Linked DNA regions of Anser cygnoides: region 2 is linked to region 1. A link is a contact called in public Hi-C data. All regions are on one chromosome and are shown on one strand. Each heading gives the region's core, a stretch centred on a gene start, on an enhancer-like site or on the middle of the called end of the contact. The rest is flanking DNA. Distances are from core to core; before and after follow the strand shown. Region 1 overlaps LOC125184214. Region 2 holds the start of LOC106032508 (serine/threonine-protein kinase Sgk1).

Region 1 (5,442 bases), core at 2,418-4,917:
TTCCAAATTCCATCAAAAACCCATTAGCGACACATTTATATCAATAGCTAAAAGAGCTTTAGTGCAGTCAGCTAGAAAGAACTATTTAGGAAATAGCTGTAAGCTATGCTGGTGAAAATGAGTTTTCCATTTGAGACTGTCATCTTGCAGTATTAAGCTACAACTTTGACTTGTGATGATCCAGAAAACATAAGCTTTGTGCAGCCAGGAGGTGCTGAATGGAGAGAAGTATAAAATACCATCATTACTGTTCTAATTGCTCACCTTGAACCACTCACTTCTCTAAAGCCCTCTTTCATTTTCAGGCAGTGCTATAATACATTTTCTGGAGCAGAATAGGATGGGTGGGTTTACTTGTATATGAAAAAAAGTAAAACAGAAGCTATAGAGGTCCAGTGGCTATGGATTCTCAAGTTAAATTACAAAAATCCAATAAATGGAGGACTGTATTGCTTAGCGAACGTGTAGAGGGGCTGCTTTGCTCTGTGTGGGTGCTACCTGCTGAGCTACACTGAGCTGAGGTCTTCAACAAGCTGCTCAAAAGAGGCACCCAGGGCTGCCTTCTGGAATAATTGCAATTAATTTAAGATCCTGCAATGTGTACCGAGTAGTTCTAATTATTCCATCAAAGTGCATTATGGTGCTTCTGTCTTTATCAAGTGTAATCTGCCATCAGGTTGTTAATTTGCCCAGGTTTATTTGAGCCTCTCACAGTCTTCTCCAGATTTCAGTTCCCTGAACAATTCTGTTATATGAACTCTTTTAAACTTGCTTTTCCTTTCAGATAATATTTTGTTCCAGCACTTTTCACATATATTCATTCCAGGATTAATTGTCCCCTACTGAACCTTCAGGATTTTCATGTCCTCTTTTGCATGTGCATATTTTTGTGTATTAACTAGTGCTTATTGGGGTATAAATTACAAGGTGCCTCATCGCCAACACAGATCATTAAAAATAGAAAGACTTTTTTCCAAAATGTGTGAGAAAATCATCTTCCCCTTAAAAGTCCAGTCAGGTCTGTTCCCACACTCTTTCTTTATGTGAGTTAGTCAGCTATTTCCTTTTCTCTTCTCCATACTTTCTAATCCATTGAAGACATTCATTTTTACGATGTCCCATTCTACAATATATTTCACCTGAAATGTATTCTTACCCCATTTCATATGCAGGTTTCTGAAAGATGTTTGTTATTTATAGGGGAGTATCATACGTAGAACTATCTCAAATAATTGCCCAAACTTTGTCTTGCGTACATTTTTTTAGCATTCTTCATGTCTGAATCAAGACTTGAAATATGGTAAAGTGCTGAAATGTGACTGAAATCAAGACCTCTCCAATCTACAGGTCCTTCAAGTGGTTTCTAGCAGTAGAATAGATGCCTACTGTCGATTTAATAGTGTGATCCAGAATTGTCTTTGAGAGCAATTATTTTCCAGTAAGTTACAGAGAACTTGTCCAAAAAGGTAGCAGCATCGAATTCCCTGCAACCCTAAGAAATGCTTTCCTGATGCTCCTTCACAAAAGACACTAGGCATGGATTTGCCCAGGAGGGTAGCTCCCTCAGCAACCTCCGTCTCCTTTCCACTCATGTTCCCATCACAGTGCCACTGCCAGCCCCACAGCAGCAGCAAGAGGGTGAAGAGACCAAAACCATTTGGGGGTTTTGCCCATCAGACCCACCATACCACGCCAGATGTGGGGACAGATGGTTCCTCGGACTGGAGGGTCTCAGTGCCTTGTTCAGCATCCCCAAGTCCCCCGTCATGCAGTTGTGGCTGTGCTGGACACACACACATGCTCCCAGCCATATAAAGTCACGTTGCTTAAATGGAATAAATGCATTAGTCTGTTCTTTCCCTTCTCTCATCCTTTAGCCAGGGGCAGCACAGAGTTTTTGTTTAGGTTTGGAGAGAAAAGATAGCTCTTAACATTCAGGGCTTTGGTCTACAAGATAGAGATGTGTCCGTGATGCTTCAGGACAAATGCCAGCTGATAGATAGGGCAGCAGGAGCCTTTTTTGAGAAAGCTGAAAGAACAGAACTAGCCTTGAACCTAGCCGTTGGCTCTATCTGGGGAAAAAAATATTTTGAGCTTGCTAATAAGGTCTGCTATCTTTTGTTTATTTAGAGAAAGGTCTGAAACAAGGGCATGACAATACAGTGTAAGCAGCATATTCATATCTACATATCACGCAGAGTACGAAGGATTTTTATTATTATTTTTTAACTCAGATTGGTAAATCTTCACTTGAGAGATTTAACTCACACCCAGTTTTCACCATGTTCACTTTGAGTTTAGCAGAAAGTTAAGCAGGTCTAAAAAGCCTGCTCTTTCCAAACCTGCTTGTTTACACAGGGGTATTCATTACTCTGTGCTGCAATTTATTTTGAAATGAAATTTACCCTCCTCATCGAGATGGTGAGTTTTATACAATCTGAAGTATGTAGATACACATGCAAAAGCGAGGGATGGCTATTGTAAATCATTACCTTGGCAGTGCTCCAAAGCCCTCAGGGCTTCAGCTGTTACACTGATAGAACAGATAGAAGCTTTACATAGAATTAATCCAAGTCAGTCACAAAAACAATAATATACCTATGTAAGTCTTGTGAAAATTAGCATTGCTTTCTGGAAATGCTTGAAAATTATCTAGTATACAGATGTACAGAGATAATACATGATCATACAAATAACAGAGGGGACTTAGAAGAAGTCATTTATAAACTCCAGCTGACACATGCCTCAATAGAAAAGCCTGGGGAGGTGGAAATGGAAGCATATCATAAAAAAAAAAAAAAAACAAACCTCATTATTTAAAATACTTTATGTTTCAGTATAGCCTTATTTATGTTGTCAATTTTTAAAGACTCTATGACATCATTAGCATCACAGTAAATGAGATTTAGAGATCTTTCCTTTTTTTTTTTTTTTTTTTTAATAAGAATAGAAATACAGACACATTTTCCCTTGGGTGGTATGGTTTAATCGGGTTATTTTTTATAAGGCTTTTTTCAAACTGATCAGAATAGTCTGAGACATGTCAGAGAAATCTTGTTGCGTTAAATAAGCCTTTAATAATATTTCACAGCTGATTACTTTGTGAATTAATTTGCCCTTGAGCAGAAGGAAATGGTCAGTGGGACCCTTGTGTTTGGGCATAGTACAAAGGAGCTGTAATCACTGTATCAGTACCTGGCGAGAGTACTGGAAAACAGAAGGATGAGTAATGGAGAAAAAGAGACAGGAATTATACAGCAAATGTAACTGGTGTATCCCACACTACCTGCTGGTTTAAGAGGCCTCTTTCTCTCCTCCTTGAAATGCAGACCGTCTCTGCTCAAGTTCATTGGCTTAAAGTGAAGGGAGTTATCACACAATTATGCAGTTTTTGCCATTTGTAACCCCTGAACAGATTCTCACCCAGCAGCTCTCTTTAAACCTGGAAAAGGTCAGGCCCTAGCTCCTTCAGTCTTTATTATTAAAAGCTTCCTGTGTGGTTTTACTGTAGAGAAAGAGGCAGTGACCTTACATTTAATCTCATCAAAGACTCTGTGCCGTAACTTACTTAAAAGACTCCTTATGCAGGGTAGTTTTAGCCAAGGAGTCTTTCGCCAGACGATGTTATTTTTAAAGCAGCGTGCAGAATATCCCTTTGCTGCAGACTCCAACTGCTGACTAAGCAGCCTCTCCACTGCCTGGAGTAACAAGAACCGAGAGGTCTGAGGGGATCTGTGCTCAGCCAAATCTATCCCATATGCATGCAAAACCCGGTTGAAATCAGTCATGAGGCCGTACTGCTGTATAGGAGTACGTGTGATTTATGGCAAGGCAAAGGATTTGCAGAATCCTCCCTCTTTGGTGGTTTCATTTTTTAATGCTTCAGCCTGAACAAAGATAATTTTCTCTTAATGAAACAAAATAGAGTAATTAGCTCCTCAGCTTGTGCATATGTTTCCCCAAAACGCTTTTGCTGAGTTTCTGAAGTGCACAGGACTTCCACTTTTAACCACTGTTAGAAGTTCTCTGTTTAAAAATGCAGCAGACATATCATGAAAAAAATGTTTCTGCTGTGAGCTCTGCGCTCACGCTCTGATAAATGCCTTGTCACATTTGCTCTGCTTTGTACTTGGAAAGATTCGTATTTGTTTGCTTTTATGTTTGTACACCTCTCTGGATTTTGTGCGCGGTCTCTGGGCAGGGATGAGTCCGCCAGGGATGACGGCTTCTGAGCACGATGTGCTGTTCTGCATTTGGCTTTTCTCCACAAGGGTTAGGTGGAGCTGGACGATGGATGAAAGGTTCAAACTCTGTCTCGGAAAAGCCACTTCTCGGCCTTTTCCACTGAAAAGAGTCACTGCATCATTCACTTCTGGTTCAGGAAAACTCCCTAAGCCAAGTTACTGTTCCTAAAGAGGAAGTGTCCCTGGAAGTGTGCAAGGCCAGGCTGGATGGGGCTTTGGGCAACCTGGTCTGGTGGGAGGTGTCCCTGGCCATGGCAGGAGGTTGGAAGTAGATGGTCTTTAAGGTCCCTTCCAACCCAAACAATTCTGTGATTCTATGAAGGATGGGGGCAAAAAAGTGTTGCCTTGTACTTGCAGCACAGAACGGAAGGTCCTGGTTCCTTTCTTTACCTTGGAAAGATAACTTCACCTCTCCACGCCTCAGTTTATGAAAAGTAGGAAAATGCTACTTAGTGTTATTACCAATCAGTTTGAACACTGTGAGGCTAAACCGAGGCACTTCAGCCTTGCACAGCCCCGCTGTTGGTGGTGTGAAATACACAAAGTAAGCAGGTGGGAAGGGAAGCCTGGCTCACCTTGCTGCTTGGCTGGCTCTCCCAGGAGCAGGACTCGGCCTCCTGTGGAGTGATGCCTTGCTGGAAGGAGTGGTCGCCCAGGCAGGTCTGGCACAGGGGAGCCTCCAGCTCCGAGTCCCCCGCAGGTAAGTGCATCACAGTGGACCCCGGGTATTTGAGGCTGGCGTTTGGGTGCTTTTCCACACTAACCATCGGGCTCTTAATCCACCTCCGTACCTGTTGACACAGAAAGAGATCATGGACTCCCTTTGCCTGTTTTATGGCAAAAGCTGGGATAGAGCAGCGGGGTTTCTAATGTGGATAAAGGCACAGATTGGGGAAAATAATCAGATATAATTGTAGGATCAGATGCCATATAGGTTATGGTGTGTCAGCACCACAGGGCTCTTTTGGGCTGAGAATCATTTGCTGCTTTGTGCAAGTCTTTCATCAGTTTATCTACAGTAACGACTTTTCAGGCTTTATAAAGATATTAAAGTATATGATAGACTCCTGAGAAGAGGAAAACAACTACCTGAAGCAAGTACTCCCAGCCTAGACAGCTCAATTCTCCTTCTTGAGAGAAAGCAGCCTGTTTTTGCAGGTATGAAATAGTAATCGCATAAATTGTCTGCAGTCCCTTT
Region 2 (5,071 bases), core at 1,080-3,579, 45 kb before region 1:
TTCTCCACTTTGGGAAAATGTTTCAGTCTAACTTGATTACTCTCTTTCCCAGCTACATCAATGCTATAAACTGAAGTTACACTCGTGATGCTAATTTTGCTACGCTTCTATTGCCGGCTCAGTTATGTTCTAAAAATGCTTCAGAGAACATTAAATCTGCTTACCGGAGGAGAAGGATTAGCATTCATAAGTTCAGGCTCTTGAGGCTGGGAGATTTTCAGAATAGACTGAACTTCAGGGCTGCAAGGAGAAGAGCACGCATAATCAGTCACCGTAAGCGTAAGGCACATCTTTCCGCCAGAGGGCAAGCAAGTACCGCGCTGGCAAAAGATCAGTTTTGGGTTGGGCTGTTACAGAAAGCAACTGATACAACCTATTCGGCTTGAGAAATAAAATCCATCTAGAGAACGTAAAATCAGCCGCACAAAGAAATGTATTTATGCCGTAAGTACAGATCAAAACAGGGACGGGGCTCTAGAAATCCCATCCGACTCATCTCGCCCAAACCCAGCTCATGAAGAACTGATGCAAGGTGAGTAATAATACTGCAAGAAGAGCAATTAACTCTTCAGTAACAGTCATGCCAGAGGCATTAGAGTAAACAATTTTTTTTCCTAGGTCTCACAAAACGTAATGGTATTTATTACTGAAACCCAGCCGAAATGTCTGATACTTACTGCTTGCATGCATAGGAGTTGGTGGCTATCTTCTGAATGAAGTCATTCAGCCCCATTCTTCTCTGCTTCATGAAAGCTACAAAATAAAAGGACAGGAGCGTTAAAAATTTTAAAAATAATAATAAAAAAAAAAGATCGTGAATCTATTTGCCTGTCCTGTAAAAAAAAAAAAAAAATCACACCACCCAGCAGCATCCCCGCTGCCCGCCTCACCGATGAGGATGGCCACCATGCCCCTCATCTTGGCGTAGGTCAGGGTGGGACCCGACGCCTCGGCTGCCTTCACTGTCATCGCACTGGGCTTGGGGGAGGAAAAAGAAGCCGGCACAAGGAGCCGACTGCGACCAGCACCGCACTGCTCCGGAGCGGCCCCCGACGGCGCTTAAGTGGCGGCGGAGCGGGGCGGGACCGGGGCGGGGCGGCGCCGTTCGTCCCCCCCCCCCCGACGGCCCCGGGGCCGTCGGGGGGGGGGGACGAAGGGCGCCGCCCCGCTGCCGGCCCCGGGAGACTGATTCCTACCCCCCCCCGCTCCCCGCTCCGGAGAACAAGATTTCCTGCCCGGTTTGCACTAAAACAAACAAATGTCCCTTCTGTGCGCTGCCCTGATCCCGGCCGGGCCGTTACCGAAAGGGAAAAGGAAAACAAACAAAAGCGAACAAAAAAAAAATATATAATAATAATAATAATATAATAATAATTCTTTTTTTAATGCCAAAAAGGGGAAAACGTAAGGGAAAATAAATAAATAAGTCCCGGTTCCCTGAACTTGGAGGCGGGGGGAGGAAAGGGCTGAGAGGTGTGCTGCTGGAAGTGGTGGGGAGATGACAAGTGCAGCACTGCAAACATCAAAAGGGAAAAAAGGAAAAAAAGGAAAAATAAAAGGGGGGTGGGTGGGAAGGAATTGCCCCTTTTGCTTCCCCTGTTCATTACCACTCGGGAACACGGTGTGTGGGGCACCGCTGCCGTGCCCCCCCCGTATCCCCCGGCCCCAATACCAGCCGGCCGCTGGGCGGCATCCCTTGGCAGCCGGCCGCACCTCGAGGGGTGACAGCAGCAGGGACTCCCAGCGAGGTGGGCGCAGGTCTCCAAAAGCGCCTTACACCGAGGGAAGAAGGAGGGAAAGGGGTCGGGGTCCCGCCGGGAGATGGGGGGGGGGGGGGATCCCTGACGTCCCAGTGCGGGCGCAGCGGCGCCGGGGAGGGCAGGGGCGAGGGGAGCGCCTGTTGGGGCTCTGCCTGCTCCCACTTGTCGCCTTCCTCACTCCCGTCGCCAAAACTGCCACTATTAGCGGCGGCAGAAATTAAAGAGAAAAAGAAAAAAAAGAAAAGAAGAAAAGAAATGGGCAAGAAAAAGAAACCCCAGGCTCTGCCACAGCCCCCGGTGCCCCGCACAACCTGCCGCGGGTCGCGGCGCCCCCTCACGCCCCCTCCTCTCCCCCCGGGTGCCCCCCGGTGCCCCCCGGCGCCCCGTCACCTTTCAGCGACGACTTCTCCTCCTTGCCCCTCATCTCCGCCGCGGGGCCGTGCTCTGCGCTCAGCAGCCGGGGGCGGGCTGAGGCCGGCCAAGTGCCCGGCCCGGGGGCAGGGGGAGGCGGCGGGGGGCGGAGGGGCCGGGCGCCGCTGCCGCTGCCCCGCTTACGAGCGCGGTGCCGAGGGCGCTTCGGGAGCGTTATAAACGCGGGCACGGGCCGCCCCGCACACTCTGCCCCGTTGCAACATCGCCCTCAAAATTACTGTCATCAGCGGCAGCCGCGCACACCCCGCCGCGGGGGGGCCGGCCCTGCCCTCCGCCACCCGCCCCGGCCCCACGGCGGCGCCAGGAGGCGCTGCCCGCACCCGCTGCGAGCCGCCGCGCACCGGGACCCCCCCGCGGGTCCCCCCCCCCCCTTCCCCGGCCGGGCCCCGAGCCAAGGCGGGCGGAGGAGGCGGCCCCGGGTCCGCTCCCGCCCCCGGGCGCCGAGCCGCGGCTGCCGGCAGCGCTTCCCCGCCGGCCGGATAGCGCCGGGCCGGGCACGGCCCCCAGCGCCTTCCGCCGGCAGCGCCCCGGCGGCGCCCCCCCGGCCGCGGGGCTCCGCCGCGCCCCCCCCGGCCGCCGCCCGGCTCAGGACACCGCTGTCCGTCCGTCCGTCCGTCCGTCCATCCGTCCGTCCGTCGGTTCGCCCCCCCACGCACGCGTCCGCTTCCGCACCGTGTACGGGAGCAGTGGCTCGGTACGGTGGGAGGCCGTCAGCTCCCAAACCCGGGTCTCCGGAGCCCGGGATGCGCTTAACAAGCCCCTAAATTGCGTTTTAAAGCTTTTCCCGGCGGTGGCGGCTGCAAAGCCGGTTGGAACGGAAGACGCAGCTCAAGCAAGGGAAAGGTGGCCAAGAGGCATCCCGTTACTCAAGGGCCGGCTCTTCTGGAAAAGGGTCGGGCATTGTGCAAATGTCGCCAGACCGCAAGGGCTTGCATCGAGAGTTTGTGTAGTCGCTGATAAGTAAAGACAAGAGAAGAGCCAAAATAATTACAGTGATGTTTCCCGCTCCCGTTACGTTTCTCCCTGAGATTAAAATTCTGGCAAATTGTCCTGAGCTTCTAAAGTTTTCAAAGAAAAAATTAATTATGCTTTTTCAAAGAAAAATGAATAAAGTAAAAGGTGGACATGCAAAATGAAAAAGTAAACGGAGACTCCACACCAGGAGCACGAACAGTCGCAGAACAACTTGCTGCAGGATGTGCGCACACCGAAGTGTGGGTGGGTTGGGTAATGGCTGGGTGAATGAATGGCAAAAAAAATACTTGAGGGCAGTGGAGTACAAAGGCAGTGTGCCTGACCCAGAATGTTCCTGAACCACGAACTCCCGGGAGCCAGGGGTGTTTTGGGGGCGAATCACTGAACAGTTGACTATTCCTGCTGTCTGCCTTAGAGGGGACTGTTAGCTGTTGCTGGTAACCCCATATGCTGGGCTACACAGACCTGGGGCTCAGGTCTTCATTCTGATACTGCCTGTCTGAGTGGTGTGGTACTGGGTCTGAGCTCACAGAATTTAACCGACTCACAAAGCCCCAGGTACTGCTGCTTGGTGGCTAGAAGAAAAGAAGAGAGAGAGCCGATTGCATTTTGTAACATAATATGAAGCATGACGCTGCTAAATGGCTCGGTTCCACGTAAAAGTAGCACCAGGTGAGCAGGCTCTCATCAGCCTCCTCACCATGCCAGCATTCGGACCAGGGTCCTGCTGCGGGGTGGTGAGAAATGCAGAAAGACACAGACTGCCGGACCCTTGGGCGATGCAGGCATAAGGGCAGAGCGGGCACGATGCGCTGGCTTGCCTGTATGAGGCAGGTATGGATAACCCTAGGGTCCTGCTGGGGACGTGCCCAGCGTAAAGCCTGTGGGAATGTGATTCAGTTCATCTTGAACAAACAAGCACACCGCCAGTGTGGGCCTGTGCTGTTCAAAGCACCTTCAGAAGCTGCTGGCTGGCCTGTGGAAATTCATCTCCCTCGAGAAGGCTCGCTATTTGTGGGGATTCTTCGTATGTAGGGGACGGGTGTTAGTCCCGCCTGGCAGTGCTCCCTGGGTGCACAGAAACTTTCCCCTCTTGCCCTTCAGGAAGGTCAAAGGCTCCAGCAGCCTGCATGGTAATCGTAATTTGCGAGCTCTCTTCCTCTGATTCTCATTGTACTGGTACTCATTGTCCGCTGCGGGGCAAGATTTACGCATGTCCTTCAGTGCCTCCATCCTTGAGGAATTAGATTCTCAGATAGCTTCTGAACTTCATTTTGGCAATGAATTCAGTGCTAAAGGAAAGAATCCCTGCTTACTTATCTCGCTGAATATAGATGTTAGGATGTGGCAGGTTGAACTGTTCCTAGAATTGCTTGGCTGACTCTGGACGGAAGCTTTCCCAAATTCTGCAAATATTTTCAGCAATATTTGGGTTCGGGTTAATTAAACAAAGACGGAATTCAAGCCTTGGACTGCAGCAATGACACTGCCCCCAAATGCAAAAGGAGATTGCACTCCTAACAGCGTCTGCGCTCTGAAGCAAAATCTCCAAAGCTTTTATTTTCCTCCCCTAAATCCCCAACAAACAAGTTCTTGCCTCTGACCTTGTAATTAAGTTTCATGTGCGACAGCCAAAACTTTCAGTCAAGACCTTCAGGCCGTCCCCGCAAACGTCTCTACAAGTAGCAGCAAATAGATAAGGACTGAATAACAGCTTTAATAACAACCCAAACAAAGATTTTAAATCAGGAGATTTCGAGTGATGTCAACAGGTCTGCTAGATGTTGTTCTGGCAGGAGGGTTATCCACTCAAACCCCTATAGATCTGGAAACATCTAATTGATTTCAGTCTCGTATTTTGCCAAACACAAATTTGGAACATCTTTTATTTTACTTTTCTGATG

The links. Hi-C and Micro-C count contacts between places; a contact is called where the count stands out from the background.
Region 2: a contact with region 1 is called in a Hi-C map of granulosa cells, with 2.3 times the contacts expected there. The contact joins the promoter of LOC106032508 here to the enhancer-like site in region 1. A contact is called at or near these places in 3 of 7 Hi-C or Micro-C datasets (granulosa cells and liver).

Annotation. Positions count from the first base shown.
Region 1 is chr3:61,808,771-61,814,212 of Taihu_goose_T2T_genome, reverse strand. It overlaps LOC125184214, which reads right to left. Exons shown (of 4, transcript XM_048075764.2): 3 at 4,820-5,035. Among named protein-coding and RNA genes, the nearest start is that of SLC2A12, 78 kb to the left of the region's middle. Within about 2 kb of position 3,667, at least 1 of the 3 cell types and tissues checked has open chromatin away from gene starts, as enhancers often do.
Region 2 is chr3:61,852,320-61,857,390 of Taihu_goose_T2T_genome, reverse strand. LOC106032508 (serine/threonine-protein kinase Sgk1) reads right to left here and starts at 2,329. Exons shown (of 12, transcript XM_066994255.1): 1 at 2,151-2,329; 2 at 678-753; 3 at 165-240. The coding sequence starts at 2,184.